2 separate regions of the Mus musculus genome follow, and region 1 is linked to region 2. Evidence: chromatin contacts called from public promoter capture Hi-C data. All regions are on one chromosome and are shown on one strand. The core of a region is the stretch at or near the end of the contact, and the rest is flanking DNA. Distances in the headings are between cores, read along the strand shown.

Evidence for each region. Promoter capture Hi-C pulls out the DNA fragments that hold promoters and counts their contacts.
Region 1: a contact with region 2 is called in a promoter capture Hi-C map of embryonic stem cells. The contact joins the enhancer-like site here to the promoter of Trafd1 in region 2. A contact is called at or near these places in 19 of 39 promoter capture datasets (the 3T3-L1 cell line, 3T3-L1-derived adipocytes, the HPC-7 cell line and 11 more), 9 of 484 Hi-C or Micro-C datasets (CD4 T cells, CD4 single positive thymocytes, CD8 T cells and 5 more), 3 of 115 datasets of contacts at active chromatin or transcription factors (the SCID.adh cell line, embryonic stem cells and forebrain) and 3 of 9 other capture datasets (adipose tissue, liver and pancreatic islet).

The regions. Positions count from the first base shown.
Region 1 is chr5:121,325,743-121,332,606 of GRCm38.p6, forward strand. Hectd4 (HECT domain E3 ubiquitin protein ligase 4) reads left to right here. Exons shown (of 76, transcript NM_181421.4): 46 at 2,343-2,504; 47 at 2,621-2,769; 48 at 3,323-3,402; 49 at 3,716-3,879; 50 at 5,934-6,171. Among named protein-coding and RNA genes, the nearest start is that of Gm24671, 28 kb to the right of the region's middle. Within about 2 kb of position 4,924, at least 91 of the 459 cell types and tissues checked have an H3K27ac peak or open chromatin away from gene starts, as enhancers often do. A contact at or near this core is called in CD4 single positive thymocytes, CD8 T cells, bone marrow-derived macrophages and 2 more, where this site is marked.
Region 2 is chr5:121,380,547-121,387,480 of GRCm38.p6, forward strand. It overlaps Trafd1 (TRAF type zinc finger domain containing 1), which reads right to left and starts at 5,069. Exons shown (of 12, transcript NM_001163470.1): 1 at 4,979-5,069; 2 at 3,494-3,558. The coding sequence starts at 3,540. It overlaps Gm42020 (predicted gene, 42020), which reads left to right and starts at 4,967. Exons shown (of 2, transcript NR_168130.1): 1 at 4,967-5,298; 2 at 5,928-6,344.

The sequences.
Region 1 (6,864 bases), core at 3,674-6,173, 55 kb before region 2:
TGGTGGGGAGAGACACCCGGTGCTTCTATGTGGATGTATGTAAAACATACCACACTAAAAATGTTACATATGTGTATTAGACTGTAATACTCTAATAATCAGAGGGTGACTGAGTAATAGCAAATGTGAAAAAATTGCCACATTTTATGTTTGTAGCAGCTTTATTCACAATACTCAAAAGTGAAAACTGGCTCATCAACTATAGAATGAATTAGCAAAATAAGATAATATCCAAGCCCTGAATCATGACATAACCACATACAGGCCACCGCATGGTCCCGCAGGTTTCCAGATTTCACTTGTGTGTATAGAAAACCCAGAGAAGAAGCATTGGGTTGCTGTAACAGGCTGGAGGAGGAGAGAAGTGAGTGAGCGGCTAGACCTTGGCTTCTGCTGAGTGTGTGACTGCTTACAGCAAGGGAACACACACTCTAGACCAGAGTGTGGGGTGGCTGCTCAACTCCATGAGCATGTCAAGAGGCAGGCGTGAGCAGCTTGACATGGCAGACTGTATGTTACCAAGAGGCAGGCGTGTGCAGCTCGACCTGGCAGACTGTATGTGTGAGAGGCAGGGCTGTGCAGCTCGACCTGGCAGACGGTATGTGTGAGAGGCAGGCGTGTGCAGCTCGACCTGGCAGACTGTATGTGTGAGAGACATGTAAATAAATTAGTGCACATAATAAAGGCTGCACCAATGTCACTTGACATCTAGCCGTCTTTAGTTACCTGGTGAACACATTGAGGGGTGGTTTAAAAGGCAAATGGTTTCTTCCGTCCATTGTGTTTGTGTGTCGCATCCAGCTTTTTCTTCCCAGCAGAAGTGAATCCTATCAACAGCAGTGTCCACCACATGCTGTGCACACTGACTCTCAAGGCTGCAGTCAGGCTTGTGACCTGATGATGACCTGGCAGCCATATCCTTTGTTGGCTGCGATGCTTTGTGTAGGGTGTGTTGGAATTGGTGAGTGGAGAGAAACTATCTCATAGAAAAGCCTGACACTTGAGCAATAAAGTATTGGAGCATGAGGAGACAGGGAGACAGACAGCGACCCAATAAAAACGCTGTCACTCATGTCCTCAGATACAGCTCCTCCTTAAGCACTGAGCTAAGATGGTACTGTGCATCCGTGTGACTGGGTGAGGATGAGCATGACGAGAGAGAAATGTTGTTTAAAGAGAAAACCAAGATCACAGGGCCCCCAATGGAGGAGCTAGAGAAAGTACCCAAGGAGCTAAAGGGATCTGCAACCCTATAGGTGGAACAACATTATGAACTAACCAGTACCCCGGAGCTCTTGACTCTAGCTGCATATGTATCAAAAGATGGCCTAGTCGGCCATCACTGGAAAGAGAGGCCCATTGGACTTGCAAACTTTATATGCCCCAGTACAGGGGAACGCCAGGGCCAAAAAATGGGAGTGGGCGGGTAGGGGAGTGGGGGGGAGGGTATGGGGGACTTTTGGGATAGCATTGGAAATGTAAATAAGGAAAATACCTAATAAAAATAAAATAAAATAAAATAAAATAAAATAAAATAAAATAAAAAGAGAAAACCAAAGAGCAGCTTCAGGAGCCTGTGAAGTAGCCGTGGGAAGATGAGCAGCTGCGGCTCAGGGCTCACCTCGGTGGGGCGGGCACAAAGAAGCTTGCCCCACCTTCCTCCCTTCCCTTCCCTTCCCTCCCCTTCCCTTCCCTTCCCTTCCCTTCCCTTCCCTTCCCTTCCCTTCCCTTCCCTTCCCTTCCTTCTTTCTTTTTTCTTTTTAAAAATAAAAACAAAATCAAAAACAAGTTCTCATTGAGACTTTAGAAAACAAAACAAAACCATAAAGTGTTCATGCTAAGTGTGGTGGCGCATGCCTTTAATCCTGAGCATGCAGAAGGCAGAGGCAGGATGATCTCTGTGAATTCGAGGCCAGCCTAGTCTGCAGAGTGAGTTCCAGGATAGCCAGAGCTACACAGAGAAACCCTGTCTCGAAAAACCAAAACCAAAAACATAAAGCTTCTCTTAAGATTTATTTTTACTTTTTGTGTCTGGTGTCTCTCCTGCCATGTGCATGCAGTGTCTGAGACCAGAAAGCTCCCAGTGCTCTCGCCCCTGAGCCAGAAGACAGACTTGCATAATGTATGATGGTGATGCACAGGGAGGGTGTCATTGAATGAGACCCCATGAGTAGCAGGTGTAAGACTTTGGAGTCCATTCCCAGCATTATAACAAAAATGCAAAAGAGAAAAGAGAACCCAAATTTTGATCATATCAGATAGAAATTATTTTCTTCTCTGAGAGACTAATGAGATTTATCTGCTTTGTTGAGTGGAATCCTCCCTTTTGTCCCCAATTGCAGCCCAAAGAGATCACCTGGAGCCCTTCTCGAGTGTTCCCTCCAGTTCGTGCCTGCATGTTCTCATCTCACCTCACCTCTGTGACCTTCCTGGCTGACCCCAGCGCTGGAGGAGGTCTTCCCCGGGGCACATTCATCTATGCCACCTCGCCCTTGCCTGTTCAGGTGAGAAGGTTCCTGTCGACCTGCCTTTTCTCACACCTCTGACCGGAAAGACGCGGCAGGTGCTAGGCCTGGCCACCAGTTCCCTCTGACATCACCCTCTGCTGCCGTCTCTTCAGGCCCCATCTTTCTACTGGGAAATTGAGATTGTTTCCTATGGAGACACTGATGATGACACTGGACCAATCGTCTCATTTGGCTTCGCTACAGAAGCTGAGAAGCGAGATGGGGCATGGACCAATCCAGTGGGCACTTGCCTCTTCCACAAGTAAGGAAAAGTGCTGCCCAGCATGGGTGGGCTCGCCTTTATCCCAGCATTCAGGAGGTGGCCAATCGTTGTGAGTTTGAGGGCCACCTGGTCTGTTAGTAAGTTCCAGGCTAGCCAGGGCTGCATAGTGATACCCTTTCATGGATCAGGATTCCAGGGAGAGTGACTTCCCATAGGTGTTATGGGTATTCAGGGAACCAAAGTGGGGCTGTGTGACTGAGGAAATGTGGAGAGAAAGTGATATTTTTCTCTCTGGTGCTTGTGTTCCTCCCCATGGTTCCTTCCTTGTAGCCCTGCAGCAGGAGTGCGTCTTTCTTCTTTCCATTCCGTTCTGAATTCACATACCATGCTGCTGCTCTGCAGACTGGTGTCTGTTGAGCTGTTATCCTCAAGCAACAGCAGAGTAGCCTCAAGCCAAGTGTGGACCTTGCTAGTTGGAATGTTTGGGAAAGCATTGCTCTTGACTGCGGGGGTTCCTTCCTTGCTGGCCCCTGCCTTCTCTCCCTCCTTCCCTCCACGAGTCTCAGCCTTGACTTTCTTGTTCTCCTTTCAGCAATGGCCGAGCTGTACACTACAATGGCTCCAGTCTACTGCAGTGGAAGAGCGTCCGCTTAGATGTCACACTCTCTCCTGGTCAGTGCGGTGGGGCCTTCTTACCCTGCATGCTTCTGTGGGTGCCAGCCTTGGACCTAAATGGTTTAAAGTTAAATAAACTTAGCAATTGGAAATGGGTCATCTGTCATTGAGTAAAAAGTAAACACTTGCCCTTGTCGTCTGAGTTTTATACCACAGCTCTCATATTCTGAAGCCATTCCCTTAGAGCCTCTATCTTGTAACTCAGGGGACAGATGGGGCTGCTTTTGGCTCTCATCGCATAATTGCATATTAGAAGGTCACCTGATAGTAAACTGGGAAATAGTAAACTGTATCCTGCTTTCTGCTGTAGGCGATGTGGCAGGAATCGGCTGGGAGAGGACCGAGGGGACTCCACCTCCTCCAGGGCAGCCAGCCAAAGGTCGGGTGTACTTCACATACTGCGGGCAGCGCCTCACACCATACCTAGAAGATGTCTCTGGTGGCATGTGGCCTGTGGTTCACATTCAGAAAAAGGCAAGTCACATTGATAGGAGAGAAGAACAAATTGTTTTCAGAAATAAATCCTGACCAGAAAGGGAAAGAAAGGGCTTTGGTATAACTATTCCTGCACAGTGACGGGCACAGGCAGCCAGGGTGAGTGTGCTTCCTTCCTGGTGGACCCTGCAGGCTTGCATCTTCTGAGCTGTGTCCAGAGCTTGGTGTGGACTTGCGCTCAGCTCCCCTGAGCCATCCTTCCTTAACGAGGAAGGGAGCACTGCTGAAATGTCTGAAAATAGCTTGTAGTCACAGAGAATGGCAGATCCTCAGAGGGTTCTCTGGGGAAGACTCACAAGTTCAGCACTCCTCTTCCCCAGCACCCAACACAAACACAGTCACACACGCAGTCACACACACACCTACACTCATATGCTCACATACAAACATACATACATACATACATACATACATACATATATACAAACATATACACACAGTCTGTCTGTCTGTCTGTCTGTCTGTCTGTCTCTGTCTCTTAAACGCGTTCTCACGACCGGCCAGGAAGAACACAACAAACCAGAATCTTCTGTGGCAAAACTTTATTGCTTACATCTTCAGGAGCCAGGAGCGCAAGCCCCAAGCCCCAAAAACGAAAGCCCCCCCCCCCCCCCCCCGCTTACATCTTTAGGAGCCAGAGCGTCAGAGCGCCAGAGCGCAGAGCAAGAGAGAGAATGGCGGAAACCCCGTCCCCTTTAAGGAGAATTATCCTTCGCCTAGGACGCATCACTCCCTGATTGGCTGCAGCCCATGGCCGAGTTGACGTCACGGGAAAGGCAGAGTACATGTAGTGGAAAAATACCCTTGGCACATGCGCAGATTATTTGTTTACCACTTAGAACACAGGATGTCAGCGCCATCTTGTGACGGCGAATGTGGGGGCGGCTCCCAACATCTGTCTCTCTCTCTCTCTCTCTCTCTCTCTCTCTCTCTCACACACACACACACACACACACACACATACACACAGGCTGCTGTTGACTTTGAAGGAGCACCTAGGGAAGCCTGCTGCTCTGTCCGGCATTGTTACTGGTGACATGCTGCAGCCCCTCATCTTCATGCACTCCACAGTCCATAGCCAGATGCCCATCCTCATGAACTCAGCAGGAGTCAGCAGCAGGACACAGGTTCAAAGCAGAGAAAGCTGCTTCTCTGGGCTTCCTGTCTCAGGAGAAGGCATTTCTCTCCATGTCCCATGCTTTCATTCACTCAACAGATGTTTACCCAGCATCTGTGTGTGAGCAACATGTTGAACTTAGGCAGAGTACAAGGCATTGATGCTGTCTGTCTCTGTCACGCTGTAATCAATTGGAGCAACTAGACATTAGTCAGATAATCACAAGAACATGTGGGTGTAATCACAAAGTAATAAATCCTTAGAGTGAGGATCTAGTCTCTAAGTGCCAAGCATATCCCTGCCCTCTGCAGTCCTGGTGTGTAAGCTAAGCCTGGAGCTCTCCATTGTCTCAGTGGGAAGAGTGGGAAGAGTGTCCCAGGCGCAGAGAGAGGAGCAGCATGCAGTGCTGTTGGGTAGAGCACAGCCACTGGCCCGTGCGGTGCTGCAGCCTTGTAAGTCAGTTCTTGAGAGCCAAGTCAAGACTGATGGAGCTGGAGAGATGTTCCTCTAGCTAACACTAGTCCCAAGGGATTCCACATTCTTTTCTGGCATTCTCTAGGCACCAGCCACACATGCGATGTACAGCATACATATGGGCAAAATTTTCGCACACATTAAATAAATAAAAGAGGATGGTTATTAAGAGTCTGAGGCTAGCCTGGGCTACATAGCAAAACCCTGTCTGTCGACCAGGAGAGGGTAAGATATCAGATACAGTGAGTGGCAAGGAACCCGAGCACATGTGAAGGGAGGGCCGGAGGGGCAGACAGCCACACAACACAGCGCTCCAGGCACAGCTCACACAAGCCTACTCTGGGCTTGCTTCTCCTGCCTGCCCACTGAAGTGTACTTTATTGTTTGTAAATCCAACAGAAAGAAAGAAAATCTAGATAAATCCTTTATTTGCTCTTTCTAGAACACAAAAACTCGAGCCAATTTTGGCTCCCGCCCATTTGCGTATGCTGAAGGACAGGCCCACCGAAATGCTGCCGACCTGTGCACTGACCTGGCAGAAGAGATCAGCGCTAACTTTGAGGCCTTGCCATTCGCCATGGCATCTGACAGTGACAACGATGCTGGCACCAGTATTGCATCAGACCCAGGCACTCATGGGCCGCCATGCCGGATTGCAGCAGTGGCCACAGCCCAGCAGCGTAAGCCTCTTCATTGCCTCACCCCACCCCCTGCTGCTAGTGCTGTTGGGACAAGTCCTCAATGCAGGGAGACAGTCTCAATAGAAAGACTTGGGAGAGGAGGCAGGTAAAACTGGAAGTGTGCCCACTCCACGGTGCTGACCCTGTAGGTGTGGGAGGTATAGTACAGGAAGCGAAGAGCCCAGACATTTATGTGAAATCACTTCACTTGACTGTGTTACTCATTTGTTTAAGTCACTTCTTATTAAAAATCTCTTTAAACTGAGCTCATCAAGTAATAATAAAATGGTAGAATTACAGACATGGGTAGAAAGCTATGTGCTACAATGTTTCCTGATCATGTAAAAAACTTATAATAAACCTCGGGTGATTTAGGCCTATAATCCCAGGTATTAGGGTGGCTGAAGCAGGAAGATAATAAACTCAAGGCCAGCCCCATCTCAACATTTAGATATATAGGCCAAGAGATACATAGAAACATGGCTAGATACATAGATAGATATATACACAGACCATAGAAGCATAGATAGGTAGATACACAGGTCATAGATGCCTAGATAGGTAGATACACAGACCATAGATGCATAGATAGGTAGATACACAGACCATAGATGCCTAGATAGGTAGATACACAGACCATAGATGCATAGATAGGTAGATACACAGGTCATAGATGCCTAGATAGGTAGATAT
Region 2 (6,934 bases), core at 3,819-6,318:
CCAAGTTTGAGGCCAGCCTGGTCTACAGAGCAAGTTCCAGAATGACCAGGGCTACACAGAAAAACCCTACCTCAAAACACCGAGGGGAAAAACGAGAGGTGGCAGAGAAGGCTCCAAAGACCAATTGCCTTTATTTTATGAAACAGAGTCTCTCTATGTGGACCAGGGCTGGCCACAAACTCATAACAAATCCATCCACTTGCCTCTGCCTCCCAAGTGTTAGAATCAAAGGTGTGGCCACCATACCTGGCTCAAAGACCAACAGTTTTATTAGATGTACTACTGACGTTGTGTATAAATGTTTTGCCTACATGTATGTATGTGCTCCACATGCATGCAGTACCCATAGAGGCCAGAAGAGGGCATCAGATCCCCTGGAACTGGATTTATGGATGCTTTGAGCCACAGTGTGGGAACTGAACCCTGGGAAAACTGAGCCTAGGTGCCCTGGAAGAGCAACGGGTGCTCAAGTGCTCTTACCCACCAAACCATCTATCCAGCCCCAAAAAAAACTTTTACAAAAGATGTAGTTAATACTCTTACACGCATGCATACATGGGGATGTGCACAGGAGAGCTGGTGCCGAGAGGCCAGAGGCATCCGATTCCACCTACAGCTTGAGTTATAGGTGACTGTGAGCCACCAGATGTGGGTGCTAGGAACTGAACTTGGGTCCTCTGCTGGAGTAGTAGCAGCTCGTAACCACTGAGCCATCTCTACAGCACCCCCAGAGCAGCTTTCAAAACCTGCAGTGTGAATAGTTCCTCAGACAGGCCGGTGTAGCTAGGTCTGTCGTCCACGCTAAGCTGCTAAGCTGCTTTTCTTCTGTACGTTGCTCTGCACCAGGTAACCTTGTTCTCACTAGCTCCTGCACTGTGCCTTCTGAATCCCTTAGCAGTTATTTATACACTGTCCCAGACTCCTTCGAATGACAACAGACTGGGAATCAGGATGGCTCAGCCACATGCCATTTTGCTTCTCAAGTGACATTTTCTTATTTTATCCACATCAATGGTGACAAAGCCACTGACTTATGCAGACATGCAAATGACACTTGGGGACTCTCTGAAGTGGCAAGCAGGGAGCACCAGTGAAAAGCTACTCTCTAAACTATGCCCTTCAGCCACCCACGAGGGCAGGGCGAGCAACGGAGCTCTGCTCAAACTCCCCATCAGCAGGGCAGTCTCCCCCACCAGTGTCTCCCCACTACACCACGTGGTAAGGGAAGCCCAAAACCAACTGCTGCACTGCGCTTACTTAGTGGGTACAGCGCTTGCTATGCTAGCTTGAGGACCTGTGTTCAGATCCCCGGGCACATGTAAATGCCAGGAGTCACGGCAGAGACAGGCAGACTCAGGGCTCATGGCCAACCAGTTTTGCTGAAATGGCAAGCCACACTCTCACACATGTGCATGCATGCACACAAACGGAATACACAGTTCTTTCTCCGTTAGTTTTAAGTAAGAGCATTACAAGGCTGGAGAGATGGCAGAGCCCTGGCTGCTTCTCCAGAGGTCCTGAGTTCAATTCCCAGCAACTGCATGATGGCTCACAACCATCTGTAATGGGATCTGATGCTCTCTTCTTGCCTATGGATGTACAATGTATATGCAGCAGAGCACTCATACATTTAAAAAAAAAAAAAAAGCAAATCTTAAGGGAAGAAAAGAGCCTGGATCTGACACCCTCACACAGACATATGTGCAGATAAAACACAATGCACATGAAGTAAAGGAATAAATAAATCATAAAAAAGAGAGAAGAGAGAGAATTAGTAGACCCAGGACCAGTGATGCAAGCCTGTGATGCGAGCACTCGGGAGGCTCAGGCAGGAGGGAGGACCCGGAGCTATACTAGCCTACGAACCAAATGTACAGCTATTCTGGGGCTACCCACCTTGTAGGCTACAGCAAAATCTTGTCTCCAAGGAAGAATACCAAGCCAAACTAAGTAAAATGCAGCATGTACCAGCAGGAAAACAGCAAGATAAATTCCTGAAGAAGCCACATCAGGCCCCGCAGGTAAAGATGCTTCCTAGACCCGAGTCCTGCACAGTCTCCTGAGCACAGCTCGTATGCCCTCCCACTCACAGGCAGCATAGCGGTGCACACGCATGCTGTCAGTCCTCAGGTGGACTGCTGAGAAGCCCTGGGTCCCCTCCCCACCCCTGAGAAAGACCAGTTACTACTGTCACTACATATGGCGGCTCCCAGTGCTTGGAAGGTAAGACAGAAGGTCTTCAAATTAGGTCATCTTTACTCTGGAGCCCACATATCCAGTCCCAGGCTAGCCTGGGCTATGTAGGAAGGCCCTGCCTTAAAACACCCCCCACAACAAAAAACGGAAAGAAAGAAAAAGTTCGTCCTGAGCTGCTCAGCAAATTTTTCCATCACTACACATAGAGCCAGGTCAGGAAGACTCCGTCCCAGGCACCCCAAGACAGCCTCGTGACCACTGAGGGAAGTCCTTCCTTCTACAACACTGGCAAGACACATGTGGATCTCTATGAAGCTCAATGACAGCTTGGTCTCAAGCAAACGAACAAAAATGACCACACTTTTTTTGGACATATGAAAAGCATCAGTTCTCAGCCAGTGCTGGCACACACCTTTAATCCTGGCGCTGGGGACCCAGAGGCAGGTAAATATCCCTAGGAGTTATCAAGGGCACAGGGTGAGTCTACAAAGTGAGATCCAGGACAGCCAGGGCTACCCAGAGAAAGAGGGTCTCTGGGGAAGAAAAGTCATCTTATATGTGAATAAGGGCTGAGGGTAGCTCATTGGCTGAGCTGGCCACAGGACTGTCTGCTGTCCCTACCACTACCCACCCCCACTCCCAAAGAAGGTGAGTGAGAGTCCAAACCACTCCAGTATTGCTTGTTTGGTTTTTAAGAAGGGTCTCCCTATATAGCAAACTGTAGATCAGACTGGCCTGGAACTCACAAAGATCCTCCTGTCTCTGCCTTCTGAGTGCTGGGACTCAGGTGTGCACTGCCACGCCTAGCTAAGTATCTTTAAAAAAAAAAGTTTTATTTCTTTTATTTTATGTGTATGGATGTTTTGCCTGCATACGTGTCTGTGTCCCTGGTGTCCAGAGAGGCCAGAGGCTATTGGATCTCATGTAAAACGAGTTCCAGAGATTTGTCAGCTACCACTGGACACTGGAAACCAAACCTGGGTCCTCTGAAAGAGCAGGCAGTGCCCTTAACCACTGAGCCACTCCTCCGGCCCTGGACCCATCTTATTAAGTTATTAAAGACAGAACAGAGCCCCCAAGTCCCAGTTTTATCATTCCACTCCCTCTTCTACCCAGAGAAATCTTCCTGCCAAATTCTAAACAAGCCATTTGCCCAAATGATTAAAAGGCTGTAGTTACAGTGACTTGCATAGTTTAGAATCACATACGGCCAATAAACACAATACAGCCTGCCAATAAACCACCCAAGTCTTTACAGAGCTGGCTTGTCCTCAAACCATGGGATTCTATGTCTTACCAGTTGTCACACAGCCTAGAAGCCTGGTCATCTCGAAACTCGGCCATCTCAGCTCTTCCTGAAAACTGCAAAGGAACAGGTATCACTTTCTGTTTCATTTCTGCTCTCGGGATGACAAGCAAAAGAAGAAAAACCTAGGGTATTCCTTTTCATTGCCTTTTCATTTTCAATTTAAAAAAATAGACTTACAAAATGTTGCCCCCCCAAGCCTTAAAATACAAAGAATTCCCTTATGCCCTTCACCCAACTTCAGTAAAAGTTAATGTTATTAAACCCTAATTCTTTTTTTTTTTTAAATTAAATGTAACCAATCCTCAGGCCTTCTTCAAATGTCAGTGAGGAGACCACTATCCCCCTTCTTGGTTCAGTTTCAGTCCTGGGTGACATAAAGCTCTTAGATGTTACTACTTACTCTAATTTGAAAGCTCTCTCTCGTGTCTAATCTCTCACAGCCTTGATCGGCTAATTAGTACCTTAATCAGAGCCTGCTAGCGAAGACTGGCAGTTACTAAGAGTTTCTAGCTACTGGCTAGCTATTTTGTAATCAATCCTTCCATTTGGGGGCGGGGGTTGTCTGGTGTTTTCTTGGACTAAATTCAGGCTCTACACATTTGGCAGGAGTATTCATCAAACTAGCAGGGGCTCAAGCGATACGGGGCTCTGTGTTCCCTGACCAGGCATAAAACTGGGCATGATGGTACATGCCTGTAAATTTACCACTAGGGATATAGAGACAGAAGAATCACAAGTTCAAAACCATCTTGGCGACTTAGTCAGTTCAAGGCCAACGTGGGATGGATTCGACCCTAGTTCCAAAAAAAAAAAAAAAAAAAAGCAAAACCAAATGTAAGCAGAGCGCTAATATTGGACATCTTATCAAATGGTACGACACTGCCTACTTAGGTGTTTCTCCTCGGTCAAATCTGAGGCCCTCCCACCCGGGCTCGCAGGGCAAGAGCAGTCAGCTCCAGCCCTTTCTCTCGCTTCCCGTCCAGGATACAAGGCAGCTCCGATGTTTACATCACTCCTTCCCACGACACAGAAATAGACTTCGGCACCGACTGCTAACAAAGCGGCAGGCTGATCTGGACACTGTCAAGTCACCCGCCAGCAGCCTCAGCGCCCGGGCAAACTGACACTGTTTAACGAATCCAAGAGTCCAGTGTAGCAAAGCCCGGAAACCAAGCAAAGGTTCGTTTTCAATAACCTAAGGTGAGTGTCTGCGGGAAAGCACACAGACAAAGAGGGCGGCGGGACGGACAGACAGACCTCTAGCGACGGCAGGGAAGACTCAGCAAACCGGGAGGCCGGGGGAGGCGGAGGCAGGCCGGGCCACACGCCACCGCGGCGCCTCGGGGAGCGGCCGCTCTGCGCTCCGCGGGCCCGGGCGGTTGGAGCGGGCCGAGCCTCCGCCTCCCGCCGCGAGCCTGCGTCACCGCCGCCACCTCCCGCCCCGCCCCGCCCCACCCCGCCGCCCCCGTTCACCTCCGAGCCCAGCGGGAACAGCACCGCCACCGCCGCCTCCGCCGCCCGGAGCCAACAACCGCCCAGCTGCCCAGCCGCTTCCCACCGTCGCCGAGGGCCACGCCCATTGGCCAGCCGTGGGGCCCTGATGGAAGTCCATTGGACCACAGCGCTGCCGTTTCCTCGGGTCCGCCTCCTCATCCTCCATTGGCTCACAGCTCAGGGGGCAGGTTCCGAGGGTCATTTCTCCGCTCCCCACACACACACCTCTGGAAGCGGTGGCATCTACATTGATTGCTAGGATGATGCAGGGCAAACGTGCAGATGAGCCTACGATGACGGTGGGTGGCGTTTGCGCTCTGTCATGGGCCATTAATACCCACACCTTGTCATCCTTGTCATCCTTGTCATGAACGCTTCCTCCTGCCACACCTCTTCGAGGTGTCAGAGATTCCGATGTGCCAGCCAGGGTCTCCTTGCCGGACCTGGTGGCTTCTTCCTGCACCTCCTACCTCATGGATACAAAGGGGCGGGGGGGGGGGGCGGGATTCTAAATCTAAGCTGGCGTGTAAACTGCAAACAACATACAGCTGTGGGACTGGAGAGACACGTCTCCACGGCTAAGAACGCTTGCTACTCTTGGAGAGTTTGGTGTTCAGCACCCACAACAGGTGTTTCAGAACCCCCTGTAAGTCCAGCTGTAAGTCAGGGTATCAAGAGATTAATCATCTCATCACCATCATCTCATCATCATCGTCGTCGTCATCATCGTCATCATCTTAACAAAAGCAGAGCACAGAGGCCCATGCTTTTAATCCCAACATTTTGTCCTCAACTGCCTATGTAGTAAGGATCACCTTAAACTCAATCAATATCCTCCTGCCTCCATCCCCGCCAGTGCTGTTTTTGCAGGCTGAGGCTACCGCATCCAGCTAATTGCCACATGCTTTTATTTCCCTCAATATTTTAGGGAACTGCGGGCTCACTGCTGGCTCTGCGACTGCTGCGGGTGCCCGTGTTTCTGTTTTGTTTGGGGCTTTGGTTGTTTTGAACTAGCAAACTGTTTCTGAACGCGATGGCATCGTTTAAAGTTCCCATTGGGAGTGGAAGAAAGTTCCAGATGCCCCCCCCCCACGTGTTCCCAGGGTGATATAAATACATCCTGAAGAAATAAACAAGAGAATGGCAGTCGTGTCTCCTGGAAACAACTCACAGTCCTCGATGTGAAAGTGACTCAGAGGCTCCTCTGGAGTTTACTGGGGGAGGAAAGGACAACTCAAGAGGAGGACAAACAGCGCGGAAATGCTGAGTTACCTCAGCTTCTGCCTCCTGCCTCCACCTTGGCTTAAAATTTTGGGTTTGTTAAAAATTAAAGATTTTGGCTCGGCATGGTAGCACACGCCTTTTACCCCCCTCCCTCCCAGCTCTGGAGAGGCAGAGGCAAGTGGATCTCTGTGAGTTCGAGGCCATCCTAGTCTACAGAGGGAGTTCCAGGACAGCCAGGGCTACACCGAGAATCCCTGTCTTAACTATTTCATACATCCTGTGTGAAAATGTCATGATGGAAGCATGTGCTACTAAAAGCACTTAAAATGAATAAGATTTGGTCGTGGATGTCCCCCTGTCTCCACACGTGTAGCAGATTAACTGAATCTGAATGTCCTAATCTAAACATCCCCTCTGGGCTCAGACAGTTTCCACACTGACTTTGGAATTTTGGATAAAGCCCCAAGGGAGGTGGTGCCCTGCCCTCTGAGCCCAGCCAAGCTCCAGGCTTTGCCAGGCTGGGGGAGGGGAGCCCCTTATCCTTGCAAAGCCTGGCATTACTACCACCACCACCCCCTTCACGCCCACCTTCCCAACCCCTGCCTCAGCTCCTGGCTCAGCCTCTCCCTGACCGGAAGCTTCCTGTGCTGGTACTTGCCACTAGACCCTTCCCTTCCTCCCTCTGTGGATCCCAGCAGCTGCTGAAATTCA